Linked DNA regions of Mus musculus: region 2 is linked to region 1. A link is a contact called in public HiChIP or PLAC-seq data. All regions are on one chromosome and are shown on one strand. Each heading gives the region's core, a stretch centred on a gene start, on an enhancer-like site or on the middle of the called end of the contact. The rest is flanking DNA. Distances are from core to core; before and after follow the strand shown.

Region 1 (3,484 bases), core at 125-2,624:
GGTCAATGGTTGTAATCCCAGCACTACAAGGCAGGAAGATCATAAGTTCAAGGTCATTCTTATCTATATAATGAGTTTAAGGCAGTCTAAGCTACATGAGACCCTGTTGAGAGAAAGAGACAGAAAGGCATGCACGTGCGCGTGTGTGCACACGCACACACACACACACACACACACACACACACACACACAATGGGAGTGGGATTAAGGTTTTCATAAATCTCAGCCAATGGTCTTCAAAGCCTTTACCTGAAGAGACCACACTCCAACACGGAGCTGGGGGCATCGCTCCACAAAGACCTGCTGTGGGAAGAGGGTACTGAATGGGCAAGAGCCTACAAGGTTCAGTCTATGATGGAGAGGGGACCAGGTCAAGGGCCTCAGCCAGAGCAGACCAGGCTGCCTCAGAGCATACACCTTATAATGCAACCCACTTCAGCTGGCTTTGGGGAAAGGGGCATCAAATTCAGCCTGCCCCAAGGTTGTCAGAGTCAAGTCTGGGAGCAGAAAAGGGGTGAGTTTTCACATCCCTGCATCTTCTGCTTTGCAATGAAGGTTCTGTCGGTGAGGCCTTCTCTAATGCAGTATTCATGATGTTCTCATTCATGTTCTCATTCATGATGTTCATGATCTTGAGATCTATCTGCTGCAGTTTTTTGACTCCTGTCTGGTGGAACATCCTGGATTTCTTGGATTTTTAGGTGTAATTTGCCAAGGTCTTGGAATCTTTTTCCCAAGAGCATGATAGAAAGATCCCTGGACTCTGCTGTTACAAGCGTGGACTCTTGTCTCACCTCATCAATTATTCTGTGATGTTGAATCAGGATTCTAAAGGCTAGCTTTTTTCAGTAGAAGACCCTTGTACCCACGATTAGAAAAGACTCAGCAGGGCCAGGCAGAGGTGGCGCACGCCTTTAATCCCAGCACTTGGGAGGCAGGCAGAGGCAGGCAGATTTCTGAGTTCAAGGCCAGCCTGGTCTACAGAGTGAGTTCCAGGACAGCCAGAGCTATACAGAGAAACCCTGTCTTGGAAAAAAAAAAAAAAGACTCAGCAATGTTCACATTCTTCATGTCTAATCCCTCCTTGCCCACCCATTACAAATGAACATCATCCCAAACTTTGCTTTCAGTTTCTTGGTAAGCAACAGCTGTCTGGCAATGCTCAAGGAATCCACATCTGGTGGGTAGGAGAAGAGAGACCCTGTTGCTATAGTACAGAGACAAGTATATCTCTGCCCCAGCTCCAGTCTTGCTGGATCCTCCTCCAGCTCCAACACACACACACACACACACACACACACACACACACACACTCATAACCATGTGGCATCACCAACCTTACAACCACAAGGGGGAAGCAGAGAGTCAAGCATGCAGACAGGCAGCTTTCCCAGCTGGTTAAAGAAGCTGGGCCCTTTTCCTCCCACACCCTGCCAGCCTTGCATAAGCCATTTGTTGCAGCATTTGTTGCTCTTGGTCCAGTCCGCCTGCCTCCTTAGGAGACCGTTCCATGACATGCAAGGGGAAGCTCACAGAAGAAGCCCACTGTAACTCAGTGTGAAGCAAGTGTTTGTCCCTGCCCGCTATCAGCCTACAGAGCAACATTGTCATTGGCCAAGGTCAGTCCTGAGGGATGATGATTTCAATGTCAGAAAAGCAAATCAGACCCAAGGGTGGGGGTGGGGGGATGCTAGGTCAGTGGTACAGGCCAAGACCGGCCTTCCCAGTGTGGGATCAGGCTCTGTGCCACTGCCGGGGTCTGCAGGGTGTTAGCAAAGTTTTCCCAGTTAGTAGTGCCAGTTCTAGGCTGAATGGGAGAGTCCTCCACAACTCCCTGTGTGCCTCATGGAAAATAAAGTTTTTTGCACCATAGCTGGTTCTGGACATTCAGAGCTGTCTCCTGAGTCCTGAGCAGAGAAGGGGACCCAACAGAGCAGAGAGTAACATACCAGGACACACCATGCGCATTTTGCATTGACCACAGAGGCCAGAAGAGGGCGTTAGAGCGCCCCTGGAGTCACAGACAGTTGTGAGCCACTGTGTGGTGCTGGGAATTGAACCCATTTCATCTTGAAGAGCAGCTAGTGCTGTCAACCACTGAGCCCCTATAGTTGTGTGTGTGTGTGTGTGTGTGTGTGTGTGTGTGTGTGTGTGTGTACATGCATGTTACAGTTTAAGTGTGGAGGTCAGAGGGCACCTTCTACCCTGTTTGAGACAGGGTCTGTTGTCCACTGTATGTCCACCAGGCAAGCTGTCCATGAGTTTCCAGAGAGTCTCCTGTCTATGTTTTCCATCCCCCCACCGGCATTTTGGGATTACAGATGTGTACTACTACTGGCTTTATATGGGTCTGGGGATCCAAGTTCGAATCTTTAATAGTGCACAGTGAGGGCTCTACCCACTGAGCCACCTCCCTGTTGTTTCAGTTTTTGTTTTGGAGGCAGGTTAGTCTGAAACTCAAGGCAATCTCCCTGCCTCAGTGTTCTGCCACCATTCCCAGCTGTGAGGAGCCATTTTTTTTACCAGAAGGGCTCCTAGGTGTTCACTACAATGAGGAGTGACTCTTTTATTTGAGCCCATTCTTCAGATTAGGAAACTGAGGCGTGGGGTGGGGGTGGGGGTGTCACTGGCGTAGTAAGCGGTGGGGAAACTACATTTCTGGTCCATGCCAGCCCTACCTCTCCAGCATTCTTAGACAAGTTAAAAAAAAAAAAAAAAAGTGTGTGTGGGCTGGAGAGATGGCTCAGTGGTTAAGTGTTGACTGCTCTTCCAGAGGTCATGAGTTCAATTCCCAGCAATCACATGGTGGCTCACAGCCATCTGTAATGAGATTTGATGTCCTTCCTCTTCTGATGTGTTTGAAGACAGCTACAGTGTACTCACACATATAAAATGAATAATTTTAAAAAAAAGTGTGTGTATGAAGCAGGGGTATGAAAACATGTGTTACATTCAATGTGGCTACATAAGAAAACGTGCTGCATTCAGCATGATTACATGAGAAAACATGTATTGTGTTCAATGTGGCTATATATAAAGTTCACCAAGGAGCAGATGAAAGAAGCCCAGGGCCATCAGGACCTTCGGTACCTGGTCAGGAATGTCTAGAGAATGTTCTTTGTTTGTTTGTTTGTTTGTTTGTTCATTTATTTGTTTTTCTTTTACAAAATGGCTCAGCAATTAACATTAGCTATTCCTTTGGCAGTGGGTGGTGTTATATTTTTGGTTTTCGAGACAGGGTTTTTCTGTGTAGCCCTGGCTGGCCTGGAAACCAGGCTGGCCTCGAAATCAAAGATCCACCTGCCTTTGCCTCCCGAGTACTGGGATTAAAGGCGTCCACTACCACTGCCCAACAAGCACTGGCTGCTCTTGCAGAAAACCCAAGTTTTATACCCAACATCCATGTGGCAGCTTAAGACCATGTTCAACGCCAGTTCCAGGGCATCTGACACCATCTTCTGACCTCCAAAGAAACTAGACACAC
Region 2 (3,270 bases), core at 517-3,016, 1.1 Mb before region 1:
GACTGGCTTGGGGCTCCCTAGAGTCCTTCTACCACTGATTCCCTAATTTATAGTCACTCATGGAAGGTGTGTGTGTGTGTATGTGCAAATGTGTGCAAGTCAAATGTGTGTGCATGTATATATAAATATGTGTGTGTGTGTAAGTGCATGTGTGTATATGTGTGTGTGCAAGTCAAGTGTGTGTGCATGTGTATATAAATGTATATAAGTGTGTAAGTGTGTGCCTAGGTGTGTTTGTATGTGTGTGTATATGTGTAAGTGTGTACATGTGTAGGTGTGTGCATAAGTGTGTGCATGTGTATATGTGTGTGTATGTGTACGTGTGTGCAATTTGTGTATAAGTGTGTGTGCATGTGTATATGTGTGTGCGTGTGTGTATGTATGTAAAAGTACTGTTGCTACCTTCTTCCTAGAGAGGATGGTGGCTAGAAGACAGTGCTGGGTTTTAGAAGATCAAATTCTTTATATAGTCATAGAAAACCCTGCTGATAATGTGAAGACAAGAGGACTGACTTTGAACACTCTTCATTTCACAGGGGGAAACTGAGGCCTTTGAGCTAGGAAGTGGTTGGCCCATCTCCCTGTTCCCAATCCCCCTCTCAGGACACACAGGGTTTCTGTCCTCAGACAGAGACAGCTCTGACAAAAAAGAAGGTACTGCGGGCCACCACTAAGGACTGTTGAGATGGGGTGGTCAGGAATTTCGGGGTGAAGCTATCGAAGTACCCCTATAGTGGGTATCAGGGGGTCCGGCCCAAGGGAAAGATCCAGAAAGATCTGGAATTGTTGCACTGCAGGCTGGGAGTGGAGAAGGGCTCCTTCCATTATGAAGATGTCCCACTCTGTGCTGCTGACTTTAGCTCACTCTCTCCTTCACCTCTGCTCTAGGAGGGTTCTGAGGTCCCCTGGATTCAGCCTGCAGCCTTTTAATACCTCCTCAGGACTGCTCAAGGGGGACAGCTTCTGTGCCATTTCTGTCTCTGGGTGGAAGGTGCCAAATGCCTTATGGGCAGGTGATCTGCCTCAGCCAGGCTGAGAGTCCTCATCTCCGGCTTATTAAAGAAACTCAATTAGAGGTCTTGTTAAGTGCGTCTTGAGACTTGGGCAGGGAAGGGTGGAGGTGTCTTGGTGGGGGTGAGGGTCGAGTTTCTGAGCTGGGTCAGCCATGCTTCAGATTGAGCATTTAGCAGGAGTGTAAAGAAGCCACTTTGGTGGCCTAGTGTTCCCTGCAGCTGTACCTATTGCCACCTAGGACATTGTGGCAGCAGGGTGGGGCAACCTTGTCTCAGAAAGTCAGGAAGCCTGGAGCTTAACTGCACGAATTATTATCACAAGGAGGGAGGGATTTATTAACATTATTCCAGAGGGGGCACTCTCAGAGTAAGTCACTGAGTTGGGGCTCAGAGGGGTGTGATTTCTAAGGGTGTCAAATTCCTGGAGGTTTTAAAGGGCCAGAGTGATATCGTCACTCCGGAAGTTAGAGTTGTCTAAGCCTGTGTAGTAAGGGGCTGAAGGGCCAGAAAAGGGACGTGACATGTTGGCAGTAGCTTTGGAGTGGGCTGGGGCGGGGCAGCTCTGGGAAGGACTGAGACCTCTGGCTCCTGGGAGGGGAGAGGTAGGAGCAGAATCGCCAGGAATTGACCAATGGGGAAAGAGCCCATATTTGCACTCTGGGAGCTTGGAAATTTCTGATACCCGCCCCTTCAACATCTCCATCCCCCTTCCCGCCCCGGGCATAAAAAGCCACAGGTGAGGGCCTTGTCACTCCTCCTGCGGCCAGCAGTTCTCAGACCTGCGTCCCTTTTTCCTTCGCTCTGGTCTCCCTCCTCATCATGACTTCCTATAGCTATCGCCAGACCTCAGCTATGTCTTCCTTTGGGGGTACGGGCGGGGGTTCAGTACGCATTGGGTCAGGGGGTGTTTTCCGCGCACCCAGCATCCACGGGGGCTCAGGTGGCCGCGGCGTGTCCGTGTCCTCCACCCGCTTCGTGACCTCGTCCTCCGGGAGCTATGGCGGAGTCCGCGGTGGAAGTTTTAGTGGGACCCTGGCTGTGTCTGATGGGCTGCTGTCTGGCAATGAGAAGATCACCATGCAAAACCTCAATGATCGTCTCGCCTCCTACTTGGACAAGGTGCGCGCCCTAGAGCAGGCCAATGGCGAGCTGGAGGTGAAGATCCGCGACTGGTACCAGAAGCAGGGACCCGGACCCTCCCGAGATTACAACCACTACTTTAAGACCATCGAGGACTTGCGCGACAAGGTGGGTAGCGGCCAGGCCCTGGGAGGTGCACCTGTTGGGGTGGTGCGGCAGGGCGGGGAGGTTGTGGAAACTCAGCCCGCGGGTGGACAAGCCCGTTACTACGGGCCGGGCAGGAACCCGCAGGGTGGGGCACAAAGTCTGGGCTGGACCCTGGGATTCGAGTGGAGGCGGGGTGGAAGGGAACTGAGACAGGTTAAGTGGGTGGGGCTTTCGGAAGCGGTGGGGACCTGCTTGGATAGTCAGGGATATCTATCCAAAGAGAGCATTTAACACAGCTTTGGGCTGCCCAGAGATGAAGATACCGAGCCGCAGCCTCAGCTGGGGGTGGGGTGTTGGGGAGGGCTGGGGAGCTGCCGGATATTAGTCTGTAGGCTCAGAGGTCACCTGAGCCTGTGGCCCTCTTCTGGGACTCTTGAGCATTGCTTTCTCCAGTTGTGTGGGTTGTTCCTGTCTGGTTTTCTTTACAGCAGCTGTCCTCTCACTCTCCTCCTCTCCAGCCCAGGGGACCACCTAGGCTCACACGGAGCTACGAGAAGAATGTAAAACCTGGGGGCTGCACAGTAAAACCAGATCTTAAAAAAAAAAACTTCCAGTGAGGTGTGGTAGCTCAGGCCTGTAATCCCAGGAGCAGGTGGATGAGTTCATAGCTATGCCCAGCTACAGTTAACTTGAATCTAGTCAGGGCTACATGAGTCTCTAGGCTCCCACCCGGCCGTCAAACAGCCCGAACAGACAGACAGACAGACAGACAGACAGACAGACAGACAACAACTCTAACACGAAACAAAAGAAAAATAAAAACAATTATTTTAGTAAGTAAGAGGGAGGTGGAAGTCTTGACCCTCTGCTTCTGTGGACCTCTCTCCTGGAGTCCCCCGGTCCAGGGAAGACAACCTGCAAGTCTCTGTGGGCTCCAACATCCAACAGGCTGGTTGGGTGGGGCATTGCCCTCACTCCTAGGGAAGAGCTATGTCCTGAAGAAATGTACCAGAGACCAGGCAGGCGTTTA

The links. HiChIP or PLAC-seq counts read pairs in DNA pulled down with a chosen protein or histone mark.
Region 2: a FOXA1 HiChIP or PLAC-seq map of pancreatic cancer cells shows a contact between it and region 1. The contact joins the promoter of Krt19 here to the enhancer-like site in region 1. A contact is called at or near these places in 5 of 39 promoter capture datasets (the 3T3-L1 cell line, embryonic stem cells and hippocampal neurons) and 2 of 115 datasets of contacts at active chromatin or transcription factors (extraembryonic endoderm stem cells and pancreatic cancer cells).

What each region holds. Positions count from the first base shown.
Region 1 is chr11:99,064,066-99,067,549 of GRCm38.p6, reverse strand. It overlaps Tns4 (tensin 4), which reads left to right. Exons shown (of 13, transcript NM_172564.3): 13 at 1-1,872. Among named protein-coding and RNA genes, the nearest start is that of Tns4, 23 kb to the left of the region's middle. Within about 2 kb of position 1,374, at least 61 of the 459 cell types and tissues checked have an H3K27ac peak or open chromatin away from gene starts, as enhancers often do. A contact at or near this core is called in pancreatic cancer cells, where this site is marked.
Region 2 is chr11:100,144,422-100,147,691 of GRCm38.p6, reverse strand. It overlaps Krt19 (keratin 19), which reads left to right and starts at 1,766. Exons shown (of 6, transcript NM_008471.3): 1 at 1,766-2,261. The coding sequence starts at 1,833.